Regions from separate parts of the Gossypium hirsutum genome. Here region 1 is linked to region 2. Evidence: chromatin contacts called from public Hi-C data. All regions are on one chromosome and are shown on one strand. Each heading gives the region's core, a stretch centred on a gene start, on an enhancer-like site or on the middle of the called end of the contact. The rest is flanking DNA. Distances are from core to core; before and after follow the strand shown.

Region 1 (7,599 bases), core at 2,176-4,675, 51 kb after region 2:
TTAAGATGTTCATTGCCTCAAGTGTGACTTGAGTTCAAGTTGTACTAGTTACGTTGATGTTAGGGCTTTATCTTTCTCTTATAATTCACCAATATATGTCGATTGAACTAATAATTTAATCGATTTAATTGATGATATATAAATTTAAAGTAGATAAATTTTATTTAATTATAATTAAATGGATTGAATTCAGAAATCTAAATCTTTTATATGAAGGAACCCATGTTGCTTCTTGGGCTTCATTTTCTATATACTATTTGAACCATAAAAGGCTAGTCCAATTTCACTCCATTGAAAAAGTGTTATTTATTTCAATAAACCTCTAGAAAACCCAGCGGCGACCACCAGTTGCCGGATCCGAATCTTCCTTTGCATAAAATTCAGCGTAAGTTTTCTTTTCATTAATTGTATATTTATTTCTTTGTTTATATATTGTTCCTCTTCTTTTTCTATCTATTCCTTGATTCCTAGAAGAAGAAGGTTTTAGTATACGTAGGAAACCAACGAAAAGGGCAAAAAAAACGTGTTTTCGAGGCAAAAAGCTTGTATTATAAGAACAAAGATTCAAATTTTACCCTTTCAAAGTATTAATTTGATTGATTATTGTTTTTATCTATCTGGGTTTTTCTTGTTCTGTAGAATTATGGCTGCTTTTTTTTTTTTGAATTTGGACTAAACTGATAGGGGAGAAAATTTTATTTCATGTTCATGGTATTTGTTTTCTTTTGGATGGTGGAAAGCTAAAAGGTAAAGAAATAAAATGGTGCAATATAGATTTGTTCTTGACTTATTTTTTAGAATAAATGGATATGAGGGTATGTGACTGCAGCTGAAGATCTTTGGCCTTTGTTTTGGAGTTTGGATCCTGGAAAATGTTATTTAGCTTTAGGTGAAGATGAAATTATATACCATCACTCGATAGCAATGTTGAAATGCTTAGATACAAAGAGGAAAACTTGCATTTTAATTTCAGTTACTCATTGTTATGTACTTCTAAATTACTCAAGGAATAAATTACACAAATTTGATTTGCTTTGGAACTGTTACTTTGCTGGTCTTTTATGTTATTAGTATTAGTGTTCAGTCGAATTGTATGATCGACCTAGTGGTCATCAGATACACTGCTTCAGAGAATTGGTTTAGTTTCAGGTTCTTATATTTTGCTTTCATTATATAACAAATCGATACTTATGTTTTAAGTCTTTGTGAAGTTTATTTGACATGTAAGAGAGAATGTTGGAGAAGCATAAAATGGTATTTCTATTTTGAACATTTCAAGCTTTCTTTTTTGGGTGATAATACCCCGGTACCAATATTATTCACTTGACCAGCTGTTTTCAGTATTTTTATACACAAACCTGTCATTTCTACCCAATGCATACATTACTTAAAACTCTTCATTTTTGTTAAGGTATATATGTCCGACACTCATGTTTGATACATATTTGGATGTAGGTATCCACCAACATGTGAAAAAAACTTAGAAAAATTGAGCATGCTCTTGTTGGATATATACCCATATACTATACTTATTCCCGAGTCCAAGTAATATAGCCTGGTGCAGTTATAGTCATGCTAGATAGGCTATTGTTATGTTGGTTGTGCTTTTGCTTTCACAATATTGATTAATTGGACAGCGTACAATATAAATTTGCAGATGCTTTGGTACTTGAATGGCCAAAAAGGAAAAATAATTGACATTAGCTGCAGTTTGTTGTTGTAATATGATTCCTCATTCCTGTTATCACGGCCAATATTGATTTTCTTCGACTTTGTGATGAAATTTCTTCATTTTCCTTGCGCATTAAACTTTGATTCTGTTTCAAAGTACCTTGGAATCACTTACTTCCGGAGAAAATGGGTGGGTTGCCTACACAAAATACATCTACGTTAGCTTTGCCCGGCTTGCAGCAAAATCAGGAATCAGCAAAACCAACAACCGGTGCAGAATCAAAGCCAAAGAAGAAAATTTGCTGCGCTTGCCCCAAGACAAAGAAGCTCAGAGATGAATGCATTGTACAGCACGGTGAAGAAGCTTGTGCAAAATGGATAGAAGCTCCTCGTATATGCCTTCGTGCAGAGGGCTTCAATGTTTGAGATTTGATACACAAAGTTTATAGAGTGAAAACATTTAGTTACAAAACCATTTACACATATTATTTGAAAAATCTAAGAAATAAAGGACAGATACATTTTCTTGCCCTATTGATGTTGGATTCATCCCAACTGTTAAATTTTCATGTATTTTCCTTTGTTATGAGGCTGTTTAGCCTTATCTAATCTCTTGGAACAGCCACAATACTTTCATTTGTAACTGGTTTGAGTTCAGACATTAATGGTGATAAAAATGCTTCATGTATATATGTTTCATCGTAGAGACAGAGATATATATAGTAAGGATACTTCATTAACCAGATAAGGCCATAAGCATAGCCATTACATCATAGTAAAGGATACAAAGGTTAACTGACAGATATAAGTCACCACACAAACTACAACAGACAAATTATTCAACCTTAAATTCATTATTTAGATCCCTATATATGCCATGACCTGAAGCATGACCATTGTATGTTGGCTTAGTGGCCACAGGTGCAGTCTGTGCAGCTGCAGCCAGTACCGCACTTGCACTTGCCATCGTTCTCAGCTGGAGCATCCATCACAGCAGTGTTGATGTAGCTGCAATTAGAACAACAGAACAGATTATATAATTAACATATCATTTCCCATATTTAAGTTTCTTGATTCTCCGATTATAATTAGGATCCATATAGCCTCTATTTTTCCAAAAGCATATATCATCCTCTAAATATTTGAGAAACTTGTATCTTGACACGTATAAACCAACATCCAACCGTCAACCCGAGCTCGAGTAACATAGTTATGGATGGTTCATATATAAAATTTGCAGATGTTAGAGATTCAGAGTGCTTGAAAAGCCAAAGTATATACCTCTTCTCAGTCTCAATGATCATGGTGTTGCTGTTTCCCTTCCTGTAGGCATAGAAAAAGCACCAAAAAAAGGCCTTAGTTTTAATACCACACAACTTTGACATACAATAAACATGAAAAAAACAATATAACATACACAACAAGACATTGTTTCAGCTCGTTTAAGACATAGTTTCAAGCAACAACACAAGGGTAAAGGTAAGAGCATCATGGATTACTTACGTGCATTGGCTGCGGTCAGCGCAGTCACAGTTGCCGCACCTGTCAGACATGGTGAATGTGGGAAGTTTTTTGAAAGTGAGAACTTGGGGTTTTTGAGTTTGTAACTTGTGTTAAGGTAGCTTATAAGATTGCAATGGAATGGGTTTAAGAGCATGGTGATGTATTTATAGATGGTGAAATGGGGGCAGTGCAGAGGGAGGAATAGGATTAGTGGATATGTAAGTAAGGCCCACATAGGCATGAGAAAAGCACACGCCTCTCGGGGAAAAGGCATAAGGAATCTTCATAATGGAGGGCTTGGCTTCCTATCCTCCCCTCATGTCCATCTCATTTCCCTTTCTTTCTTTTATATGTATTATCTCCTTTAATTCAGTTTAGGTTAAATTAAAAATTGTTAGGTGAAGGTCAATGAATTCTTGGTAGATCTATTCTTGGCTAAGGTCCAAAATTTTGAAATCTCGAGTTTGTATCCCACTATTGAGAATTGGGATGTGTGGATCTTCTTCTCACAGTTTTTGTGTATATGTTTTATGTGGATTTTATAAGATTATTTTTAAATTAGTTCAATTTTTGTTTGATTCTTCTTAAACTACATTATAATTGATTGGTCATATATTTATACTTTTGTTATGGTTATAACTTGTACATGTTTTGTACTTGTACTTGTGAAACTTTCAAAAAAAATTGTTAGGTGAAGCTGAAAAGATTTTCAGAGACCAAAGAATATTTACACTATTATTTAAAGCTTTGATTGAGTTTATGTTACCCATTAACTTGGTCTCAATTCAGTTATGAAATTATCAAAAATTCATTATTATTATTATTTTTATATATACAATCAAGAAAAATACATGTACATGATGAGATTTGAACCCAAAACATTTGAATTTGTAACATAAAGTTTTTTATTTCCATTGGATGTATATATAAATGTTTAAAGTAAAAAAATTATAAAATATATTTTATTTTATTTTTTTGGTGAACTACAAGTGGAGAACAAAACCCTAACAGCAATGCGATTAGCGCGACCATTATAAGAATATTTAAAAAAATTAAGTGTTATGAGTTAGATCGACTTTGGCTAACAATTCTTTTTCCTCTCAATCTTGATTTAATTCGATGATGAACAATCTAAGTGTAAGAAATATTAAATTTAATATTATTATTGCAAATAATATATAATTTTTTCATAATAAAATATGAATTTTAAAGTTTTATAGTTAATTAAAAGATCTATAATATTAGTAAAAATCAAACTAAAAACTTTTGGAGGTCAAACATAATTTACTATTTTTGGATGATTGTTTAAAGAACTAAAATCTAATTTTACAAAAAATTTATCCGTTGCCATCATTATTATTGCAACATGCAATAGGACCTAGTTTTTAAGTACGTTTAAGTGGGCGTCATCTTTCAATTTAAAAGTTTGAGAAAATTTATGGGTTTAAGTATAATATGCATTTAAACCGCACTAAAATCTATGTTCTCCTACATGTTATAACAATAACTATGTCAAATAAATTAAAGCTCAATTAAGTGTATACTTATTTTTTTAATATTCAAATTTATATTTTTTAATTTTTTTAAATATATACGAAATAAAAAATATAAAAAATAGGCGAGATAATAAATTATTTAACAGGATAAACGATTATTTAAAACCAAAATTAAAATGGACACCTCCAACCAAAGAAAGATTTAGGGGGGCTGGCAGGGGCCTCAGACCCCTAAAATGTAAAATTTTTATTTAGGTCATTAAATTTTTTTAAAAAATTTAAATTAGTAAAGGTAAAATTATACTTTGACCTCCTAAAATTATAAAAATTTAATTTAATCTTTTAAAAATTAAAATTTCATTCAGCCCCTTTAAAAATTTGTTCTTACTTCACCCTTACCTCCAACTATCACCATCAAAATCTTGGCTCTTCTTAGTGGTCCTTTATTAGAGAAATTGGAGATATATTTCAAGATTCTTATGTGTTTCTTTTCAAGATTGATAGAAAATTTCTTGATGCTATTGTCAAAAAGTTGTAGGAAGGAAAATGGTAATCTATGAAAAAAAAAAGAAAAAAGAAGAAGCTTTCAATTTTAATTTGTCACAGCATTTAAAATTTTATTTATTTTGAGCATATATATATATATATTTGTATAAGCAAAATGTAAGTGGCAGTTAAATCATTCATGATCACATGCTTTGATAAAACATATTTGTGGGTTGAGAATCTTATATCTCATCACCTCTATTTTATTTTGTTTTTTTAGAGGAATTTTATTTAAATTTAAATTTCTTTTTTCTTTTTAGTGGAATAAAGTTGACTGAACATTTACATATTTTTCAGAATTTCCCATATGTTGGATAACACTTTGGTTTGCAATGTCAAAAATAAGAATAAATTCATTTTTATATTATATATATGTCTAGTTGCTTCATCAAGTGAATAATTTATAATAAAAAAATCAAGAATAGATTGTATGAAACTGTAATCCCACGTCATTCTTATCCCTTTCTAATAAGAGAATGACAAATCAGATTTTTAGCTTTTTCTTCTTGAAAAAAAATCAAATCCAACTAAAAATGCTAAAAATCAGGAGAAAAAATCTGATTTGTCATCCTTTTATTGGAAATGGATAATGATAATGTGGAATTAGAATTTCATATAATTCTTTCTCAAAAAGAATATGGCATAATCTTTAATACTATTATTTTGATGAATTTTTATTAATTTATTAAAATTTTGGAAATGAGTATTCAAGTCCCTACAACTTTTTTTTGGCTTCTTTAAATTGCAAAAAGAAAAACTAGAAAGTAAAATGATACTAATTTAATACATAAAAGATATATTTTCCCTTGTTCTTGATGAAATAATTTTTTAAATAAATAAATAAATAAAATAAAGATAAATTTAAAAAAAAATTCCCTATCAAGATCACGCATTTTTCTCCCACTTTCCATATGCCTCTAAGAGTGTAGGTCATTGGTATCTCTATTCCCCCACTAAAATTATTTGGCATAAAGGACCTTAAATATTCACCCTCCAAATGTAAGGCATCTCCCTTTGAAACACTGAAAGAGAATGTGTGTACATATATATATATATCTTGATAAGATTTGTTGATGCTAGAATTGAGTCCCATTTCAGAATTATCATCTAAAATTTGATTTAATTTAACACATTAAATCAATTGTACGGGTTGTAATAAAATTACACTCATATGCATATTTTTATCTAAATCTGAATTTTCAAAAAAATAATTTTGATTTATGTTTTTGTGACACAACCCATATCTTATAAAATAGATTGAATCATGATACTAAATAATTTTATAATGATGATGTACGAGCCTAATTAATTTAAATAAAAAAATATTTTTTTTAAAAAATAAAATTTAATTATAAAATATATAAAATATTAAATATTTTTAAAGGGTTTTTTTTAGCTGGTGATATTAAGTTTTTGGAAGGTGTCTAAATCATTCATATTTATGAGAAAAAGGAAATAAAAAATAAAAAAGGAAATAAAAAAAGAGAGAGAATAAAACCAATGATGAAAGAAATAAGTAGGAGTGTAAATTACTCCAATTTCTGTTATAAGTTTATCTTTTGAAGTAGATTGCCAATAATTACAAACCAAAGACCTTGTTGATAGTGAGTTATGGCAATTGCTTCTTCAATTTGCTAATGTTACATTTGGATAATTTTCAGATATGGGGTTGCCTTCCTCACTAATAACTTTCCTTTCTCTTTTTCACATGACATGTCCATATCAAATTTTGTTGGATTGTGTGAAAAAATCAATTTTTTGATAGTATGATGATTCGTTTGTATTTTGTATTGATTTGAATTTATTATGATTATATTGTATTTATATTTATAAATTCTCAAAAATAGAAATGCACACTTGAAGCTCTCTTTAAATCCCACAATTAGACTACCTATTTATAAACTTACAAAACTTCAACTCTAAATAAGAGATAGTGAGATGATTATAGGAGTTATTTGTTGATCACCATATTAATTATCAACAAAATAACCTTCAATTATCACCAAAATTGTGTGCATTGACCTCAAAGTTTTTGTTTTGCTCGATAATTATTAAATAAATATAAAGTGAATGATATATTGCGTCAAATCTGGTACCTTTCAAATCAGTATTAAGTACAATTGTAAGTTCGATCAAATTTTACTTTTAAATTAAAATAAGATTGTATAATTATTCTCAAAATATTAATTAATTAATTAATTAATTAAAATTAATTAAAATAATAAAAAAATTTCTCAACTTAATTCTAATTTCATTAAAGTCATGATAACTTTACCATATTAGATTCTATGAGTAAATATATTTAATTGTCTTGTTTACTTTGAACAACTGCATCTACCGCGAACAGTAATTCATGTAATCTATTTTTCATACATCATTTTCA
Region 2 (7,844 bases), core at 4,771-7,270:
CCAATCCTGATCTTTGAGGCAAGGATTCTATCGAGGTCCTTGAACAGCTTTTCATCAGCTGCCATATGGTGTGTGCAGCCACTATCCACTAGCCAGTCCTTTTTTACTTTGCTTGAGGCTGCAAAGCATGAGACAGTAAAGATATGCTCCTCTTGAGCTTAAAAGTCCTCAGCAGCCTGAGCTTACATTTGCTGCTGAGCTTGTGCCTTTCCTTTGCTCTTACACACCTTTTCAATATGACCAAACTATTTGCAGCTTCTGCACTGGACATCTGGCCTATGCCAACATACTTCACACAGATGACTTACCCTTCTGCAGTATGGACAGGGTGGATATATTTTTTTACCATCTGATCTAGGCTTGCTTGACCAGGATTCCTTTCCTTTGTATGCAGAGGAGCTCGAGGCTAGTCTGCTTTTGGCTTGGAAGGCACATTCTTTATGCTCTTCCTGCCTGTTGGCCCTCCTTTGCTCAAGTGCATACAAGGAGTTTACCAACTCAGACAATGAGATGGTCGATAAGTCCCTTGAATCCTCAAGTGATGAGATTTTTTACTCAAATTTTTCAGGGGGAGTTGTAATGACCTTTTCAATAACTCTGCTCTCACTGAAATCATCTCCAAGGAGCCTAATGTTGTTGATTATGGTCATTATCCTATCATAGTACTGCTTGATGGTCTCTGACTCTTTCATCTTCAATTTCTCAAAGTCTCTTCTAAGATTGATCAGTTGCTGCTGTCTTGTTTTGTCTGACCCAATATATAAACTCCTCCTTTAGCTTCTCCCATGCTTACTTTGGTGAGTCACATGCCATTATCGAAGTGAAAATCACATCAGATACTCCATTTTGCAAGCAGTTCATTACTTTATGCTTTTTGGCACACTCTTTACTGTGTTGCCTCATCTGTGCAATTGTTGGACTGGCCCTCAATGGAGGTGGTTCAGCATCATTCTCGACCACATTCCACAAATCATGCGCTTGGAGTATGTCTTCATCTTAACTACCCAAATGTGGTAGTTCTCTCTAGCAAATACAGGTGGTGGTGGTGGTGTAAAACTCATCTTTCCAGCAACAAAACTAACCAACAAAAATAGCTTCTGCTTCTTTACTCTCAAATACAAGTCACTCACAAACAACACACAACCAAGGTCCTCAAATACTTAGGCTCTTGATACCATTTGTTGAGTTTTTAAGATTACAAAACAAGAACAAAAGAACTAAAATTTGTGTTGAAAGACGAAAACAGAAGCAAAACTCAGATGTTGAAGGAGAAACAAAAAACTGACTTCTCTCTTACATTTTTGTTAAAGAAAAATGTACATATATAATACTATTACATTAAAAGAGCAATAAATTTAACTTGTGCAAGTAAACAAACTTTAAAAACATTATAATGATAACCTGAGACCTGTCTAGAACTGGTAAGTACTTGACTAACTTTATCCAGTCAAAAAGTTTTTGTCAAATCATATACAGGTTGCTTGTTACAAAAGCATACTTCATCCGGACAACATACGTACATTTGTAGCTTCTGTATTTTATTTGGGTAACATACAGCAGCTTGACCTTTTACGAGTTGCATGCACTTCATCCGCATGACTTGCTCTGCATGGTCTGCTCCTTGGCTGCTTCATATGCTGCATATAGGCCAACTTCAACAAAATTTGATAGTATTGAAATTAATCCTGGAGATACAGTTGTACTTCCAAAGCATTGCAAGGGTGTGAGAAGTTTAAACGATATTGGATTGAGGGATGCAACTGATTTGAATGAATATATTTTCATCCAAATGCCATCTGCTTCAAACACTCGAGTCCTTGAGACTCGGACCTTTAATAAATCTGAATGTCATAGTTAGATCTGGTGTCGAAAATTCATCGGGTGGCAAGGAACAAGTACCATCAAATTTGCTTTTCCCAAACATTGAGGGGTATTGCAGTAAAAATGGGGTTATAGATTGTGATTCCCTCGAATTAATTGAAATAGAACATTGTCCAAAAGTAAAGCAGATTCCTCTATATCTTCCACAGCTTGAGATTGATGAAGAAGGAAAACCATCTCCGTCTAATCCTCTCGAAGAAATCCGTGTGGATTCAAAAGAATGGTGGAAATCAATGGAGTGGGATCACCCTATTTTCGATGTTAAGAATGTTCTTCGACCCTTGGTCAAGATCTGGAATGACAGAATACGGAATAAGGTGTCTGTTTAAAACCATAATAATGTAGGTAAGTCTTTTATCATACAATTGCAAATCTAGCTAGTTTTTTTCCTTTTTCTTTCTTTTTATTTCATTTTTCATTGATACATGCATACAATGGAAGAAGAAGATGGAGGAGGAGGAGGTTGTGTTGTTCTTTGCTTTGCACTTCTAGAGGTTTTCAAGATTCCGCTACTGAAAAACTTCGCTTTGTTGATTACACTTATTCTAACATTGTTGGTTGATCTTACATTTCAACTTAGAGTTAGTTTGTGAGTTGATCTTTCATATTTGTGTGTTAGAGGTTTGATTTTACTTTTGGTGATGCATTTATGATTTCATATAATATTTGGTAAACGTGTGAGAAGTTTAAAATAATATTAGATTGAGAGATGCAATTGATTTTAAGGGATATAACTTGAAAAAGTATGTTGACTTTGTATTTTGATTTTACAAAAAGTTTTGAATGTTTGAAAAAGTTATTCTATAAAATAGAATGAGAATATCTCATTAGATTAAATTATGTATCACACAAAATTTCAACTTGATTTAAGGATAAAATTTTTTTATTGAAAATTTGTTCAAACTCCAAACAATTAATACTTCAAAGATTTTTCTAAAAAGAGTTAATCTCTCTTCTACACCGATATTCCATAAAAATAACTGTAAATAATAAGAAAATTTTAAATTAAGATTTAATGCACATATTACCCTATAAATTTTATAGAAAATGAAGTTTTTTCCTTGACAATAAGAAACGAAATAAAAAAAAAGTAGGTTTATTCGTGGGTTGTATGTTTTCTTCTATAGTTATAATTATATTAATATAATATATCTAATAAGCCATGTTTATCGACCGGATTGGATTTATGTGTGATGTCGATCTTATATATTTGTTTGGAGCTGAGTATATCTATTTTTATAGTAAAGAATAAATCTCAAAATTATATATAAATTTTGATTTGGTGCATTTAGATACATTAAATTTTAATTGTGGTTTAAATATATACAAGAAAATTTAATTTTTATTCAATCATACACATTTAAAGAAATAAATACATCAATTTATTTTTTTATTATATAAATATAATTATTTGTATATACAATATATAAACATAAAATAATGTTATATTAATAATTTATGAGAATTTGATCAAATCAAATTTTCATTTATAAAATTACATAAAATTAAATTTCTTATATAATTTTGAGATTTATCTCTTATAAATATAAACAATTTAACAAACTTTTAATTATAATATAATATATTTAATTATCATATTATATAAATTATTATCATAATATATAAGTCTTGAGTTATATGGAGCAGTAGTTAAAATTTTTATATAATATTGTAATACTATATATTACTATAAATTAAATTTGTGTATATATTATAAATTATATAATATATTAAAAATATAAAAACAGATCGGACTCAAGTTTAAATTTAAAAAGATTTAAGTTTAATCCATATTTTTTAACGACTTTGACAAATTTTACACAGGACTCAAATTATCATGTAGGAAAAGGTTGATAAACATGATTAGGAATGAAGATAAGCCCACGAACTTAAAGGTTAAGAAGTCAACAAATGTTGGATCAATCCGCATTAAATCTGGGTGGACTGGCAGTGGAAGCCGGTTACCAGTCAACATGAAATTCCCTTTTCTCCGACTCCAAATCAGAATCAGACGCCTGCCAAACAACGATGATACGTGGCGTAATGATTGGGAAACAGATCCCATCATCATCATCATGGATTTCCGCATCTTTATTGTATTTCTTTAACAGAAAAAAGAAAGTTGAAACGTGGGGAGTAGTGTGAAATACTCAGAAGCAAAAATATACCAGCATTACAAGCCTTAATTTAAGCATGTTTAAGTTTCTCATTAAGGTACATAAATTCAGGGATTTTTTAATAAATTATCAATAGTTTGGAGGTAACATGTGTCACATTATACCTAAGTGGCGTATTAGATTGAAAGTGTTTAATTTAATGGTTGGATAAATCATATATCTTAAGTAGAATTTTGATCTCACATTCTAATTTTTTAATATAAATGTAATATCAATTATTAATTATTTTACAAATTTTAAGGAAAAATATTTACATTTGAATATGACATGTATATTAAATATGTTTAATTCATATATACCAAATTTCATCAGAATCCAAAAACCATCTTTTACAAGTAACAAGTAAAATTTAAAGTTTAATAAGATACTAACTTTTAGATAAAACTATGCTACGTGAAAAAAGAAAAAAGGAAAAGATTTTTGCAATTAAATATAGTAATTAATAACTTAATTTGATGGATTTCTAATAAATTAAAAACAATAATTTATTTAATATAATAATTAAATATAGCAAATTTATAATGATAAAATTAGACATAATTCAGTGATTAAAATTTATATTATTTTTGTTCTTTATATTTGTTTGGCGATGAAAATGATAGAAGAATGAATAAAACATATAAATTTCCATCATAATCTGTTGGCTTTGATTATAATGATTTAATTAAATTTAATAGCAAAATAGGGGAGTTTTCTTTTTATTATTTAATGAAAGCATTTTTATAAATTGATTAATGCGTTTTTTGTTGGATATTAATACATGACTTTTAAACTATTATATGTAGATTTAATTTTTTTTATTTTCGATTTTAGTCTAATTTGTATCATAAAGTTTATTTTAGTCCTTATATTATTAAAAAAAACATTTTAATTTTTGTACATTTCAAAAGTTAATATTTTAGTTCTTACATGTTAACATTATCGTTAATGGAATGATATAACTTAATAGTGGCTAACTTAGCATTAAATAAAATTAAATCAAATTAAAGGTTAAGAAATTGATTTTTCTTTTACCCCAAATTGTTTTCAATTCTTTTTTTTTTTTACATAATTGTTATGTTTAAATTATTGTAGTTTGGTCTACCTCAGTTACCGTTAAGCCACATAATTCCATTTATTTTCAAGACAAATAAACTTTTAATTTGATGTAATATTTTAATGCCACATTAATCACCGTTAAATGATATTATTCCATTAATGGTAAAATTCACATGTAAGACTAAAATGTCAGTTTTTCAAATGTACATAAAGTAAAATTTTCCTTTTTAACGATAGAAAGACTAAAATAAACTTTTTTTAAACTCATAATAAAGATTAACAACCTCAAAAATAAATAATGTTTTCAGTTTGGAATTTATTTTTAAATCTACGACAATAATCCATTATAATTATATTTCTTTTCTTGCCAAACCACTCAAACTCGAGTTTAATTAGATAAAAAAAATTAAGATAATGACAAATTTAATTTCGAATATTTATTTTTTTATCGTTTTAATCTTAATTCTTTTTTTTATTATTTTGGCCCATGACTTTTTACATTAACATATATATATATATAAATAATTTACAAGCATTACATTATCTTCAACAAAATAACAAAATATGTACATTTCAGATTTAAATATGTAAGTTTAATTGTTAATCTTGTTAAATTTATGTTCATTACAACGTTGATTTTTCATTATATGCCTATCAATGGAGTATTTTCTTCTTCTTTTTTAATTTCAAAATGTCTCACCCATGACTTTATAAAAAAAATTAATAGGTTTAACAATTGAACTTAAATTTTAAAACTTGAAAAATAAAAAGATTAAATTTCAAATATAAAAGAGTACATGGACTTGAACCATATTTTAACCTAATAATAAACGTTCAAACAAATCTGACTTGCCAATAAATATGAATATACGGCTCCTACGTTAGGCAAATAAAATAAAGAGTCTGTGCAACTTGTCGTGTTCAAAGTCTGCTTCAATTTTTTTTTTTTTTTTTTTTGCAAATTTTTGCAGTCCATGGTCAATCCAAAGAACTCTTGTGGATTACCGGAAACTCCAAAGCCTTAGATACAGATTAAAGGAAAAAATAAAAAAAAGAAGAAATTTTTTACTAACTTAAAAACTCTGTTCTTTATCACATCAATTCATAAAAAATAGAACTTTGGGACTTCTTTTTCTTCCAACTTGTACTCTTTTTTTTCTGTTTACCACTACAAAATATCAGGTTTGTTCCTTAAATTTTCATGTTCTTTTAAAGTTTTCTTGATTTTAGATTTCAGTTTATATTCATTGAACTTTTAAAAAAAATAATTCTGATTCTGCTACAAATGCTATGTAATCAGTCCTATATTCATTTAACTTTGTGATTTTTTATCCATTAAATATTTACTTTTACTTTGCTTGCACTGATAGCTTTATAGCTTTATGATTCTGATATATATATATATATTTTTTTTTTAAAGATTTGGGTTTTGTTTATTTTGTCAAAGAGTTGATTTTCTGGGTTTTTCTTAATGTATACAATTTTTAATTCATATTTTTTTTTGCAATATAAAAGTTGAATAAAATCATTTGCTTTATAATAACTTTTCTTCAGAAACCAGATACCATAGAGTAGCTTAATGACACTGCATGTTTAACTAATTGTTCATATTATATCGTCCACCTTTTTCTTTGTTTGTTCTATACTTCATACTCTTTTATAATTCTTTGAAAAGTTTTCAGTTTCTTTATGATAAGGGAATTAGCATTACAAGCTATGTTCTATTTTATTATAAACTAATATGATTCTTGTTTGTGCATTTAAACAGCTATACGGAGGTATATTTTGGAATATGTATATAAGAGGAAATGTCTTGATTTGAAGATTTATGGTACTTTTGGGTACCATTTGCAATTGAATTCTATATTTTATGTTGATGATAAGCTGAAGATTTAAGGACTAACAATGGCGCCCTCGGAAATGGAGAAGAAATGTGTGTGCCCTGTGGTGCTTAGTTCACTTGTATGTGCGTTTGTTTTTGTTACTTCCTTAAATATGGGGCTTGTATCTTCGGTTCACAAATTCAACTCGATTTTCCCCATTTTTTCGGCTCATCAAAGGACGTCGGAATATGCTGAATCGAAGATTGAGTTAGGTACACCGCCACCTGCTGGTCCGACGTTACCTCGTTTTGCTTATTTGGTTTCGGGATCAAAAGGTGATTTGGAAAAGCTTTGGAGGACGCTTCATGCGTTGTACCATCCTCGGAACGAATACGTAGTTCATTTGGACCTCGAGGCACCACCTGAGGAAAGATTGGCACTTGCGTCCCGGATCGATAACCATACAGTTTTCAACAAAGTTGGGAATGTTTATATGATCAGTAAGGCTAATATGGTTACTTATAGAGGGCCTACAATGGTTGCTAATACACTCCATGCTTGTGCTGTTCTTCTTAAGAGAAATAAAGATTGGGATTGGTTTATAAATCTCAGTGCATCAGATTATCCTCTAGTGACTCAAGATGGTTAGTCTCTAATCATATGCTTAAGTTTTGAGTTTTTCGATTCTACATTGGCACCTGTTGATCTATTAGTTTGTGATCTGCAGATCTTGTTTATACATTTTCGGCTTTAAATCGGAACCTTAACTTTATAGAGCACACAAGCAATCTTGGTTGGAAAGCGTAAGTTGTCTCCCTTGTTCGTTCTCAATCAGAAGATCTTTACGTATGCCTAAAAGGCCAAAATGTTTTGCCTGTTGTTTCTGCAGGAATGAAAGAGCTAAGCCTTTGATTGTAGATCCTGG

The links. A called contact is a pair of places that touch in the nucleus more often than the background predicts.
Region 1: a contact with region 2 is called in a Hi-C map of leaf, with 4 times the contacts expected there. The contact joins the enhancer-like site here to the promoter of LOC107902613 in region 2. A contact is called at or near these places in 11 of 34 Hi-C or Micro-C datasets (callus, fibers, leaf and 2 more).

Annotation. Positions count from the first base shown.
Region 1 is chrA11:118,652,781-118,660,379 of Gossypium_hirsutum_v2.1, forward strand. LOC107902645 (a long non-coding RNA gene) reads left to right here and starts at 272. Exons shown (of 2, transcript XR_005904581.1): 1 at 272-385; 2 at 1,658-2,359. Within about 2 kb of position 3,426, at least 1 of the 9 cell types and tissues checked has an H3K27ac peak or open chromatin away from gene starts, as enhancers often do.
Region 2 is chrA11:118,599,511-118,607,354 of Gossypium_hirsutum_v2.1, forward strand. It overlaps LOC107902613 (beta-glucuronosyltransferase GlcAT14A), which reads left to right and starts at 6,021. Exons shown (of 5, transcript XM_016828764.2): 1 at 6,021-6,278; 2 at 6,865-7,563; 3 at 7,647-7,722; 4 at 7,809-7,844. The coding sequence starts at 7,002.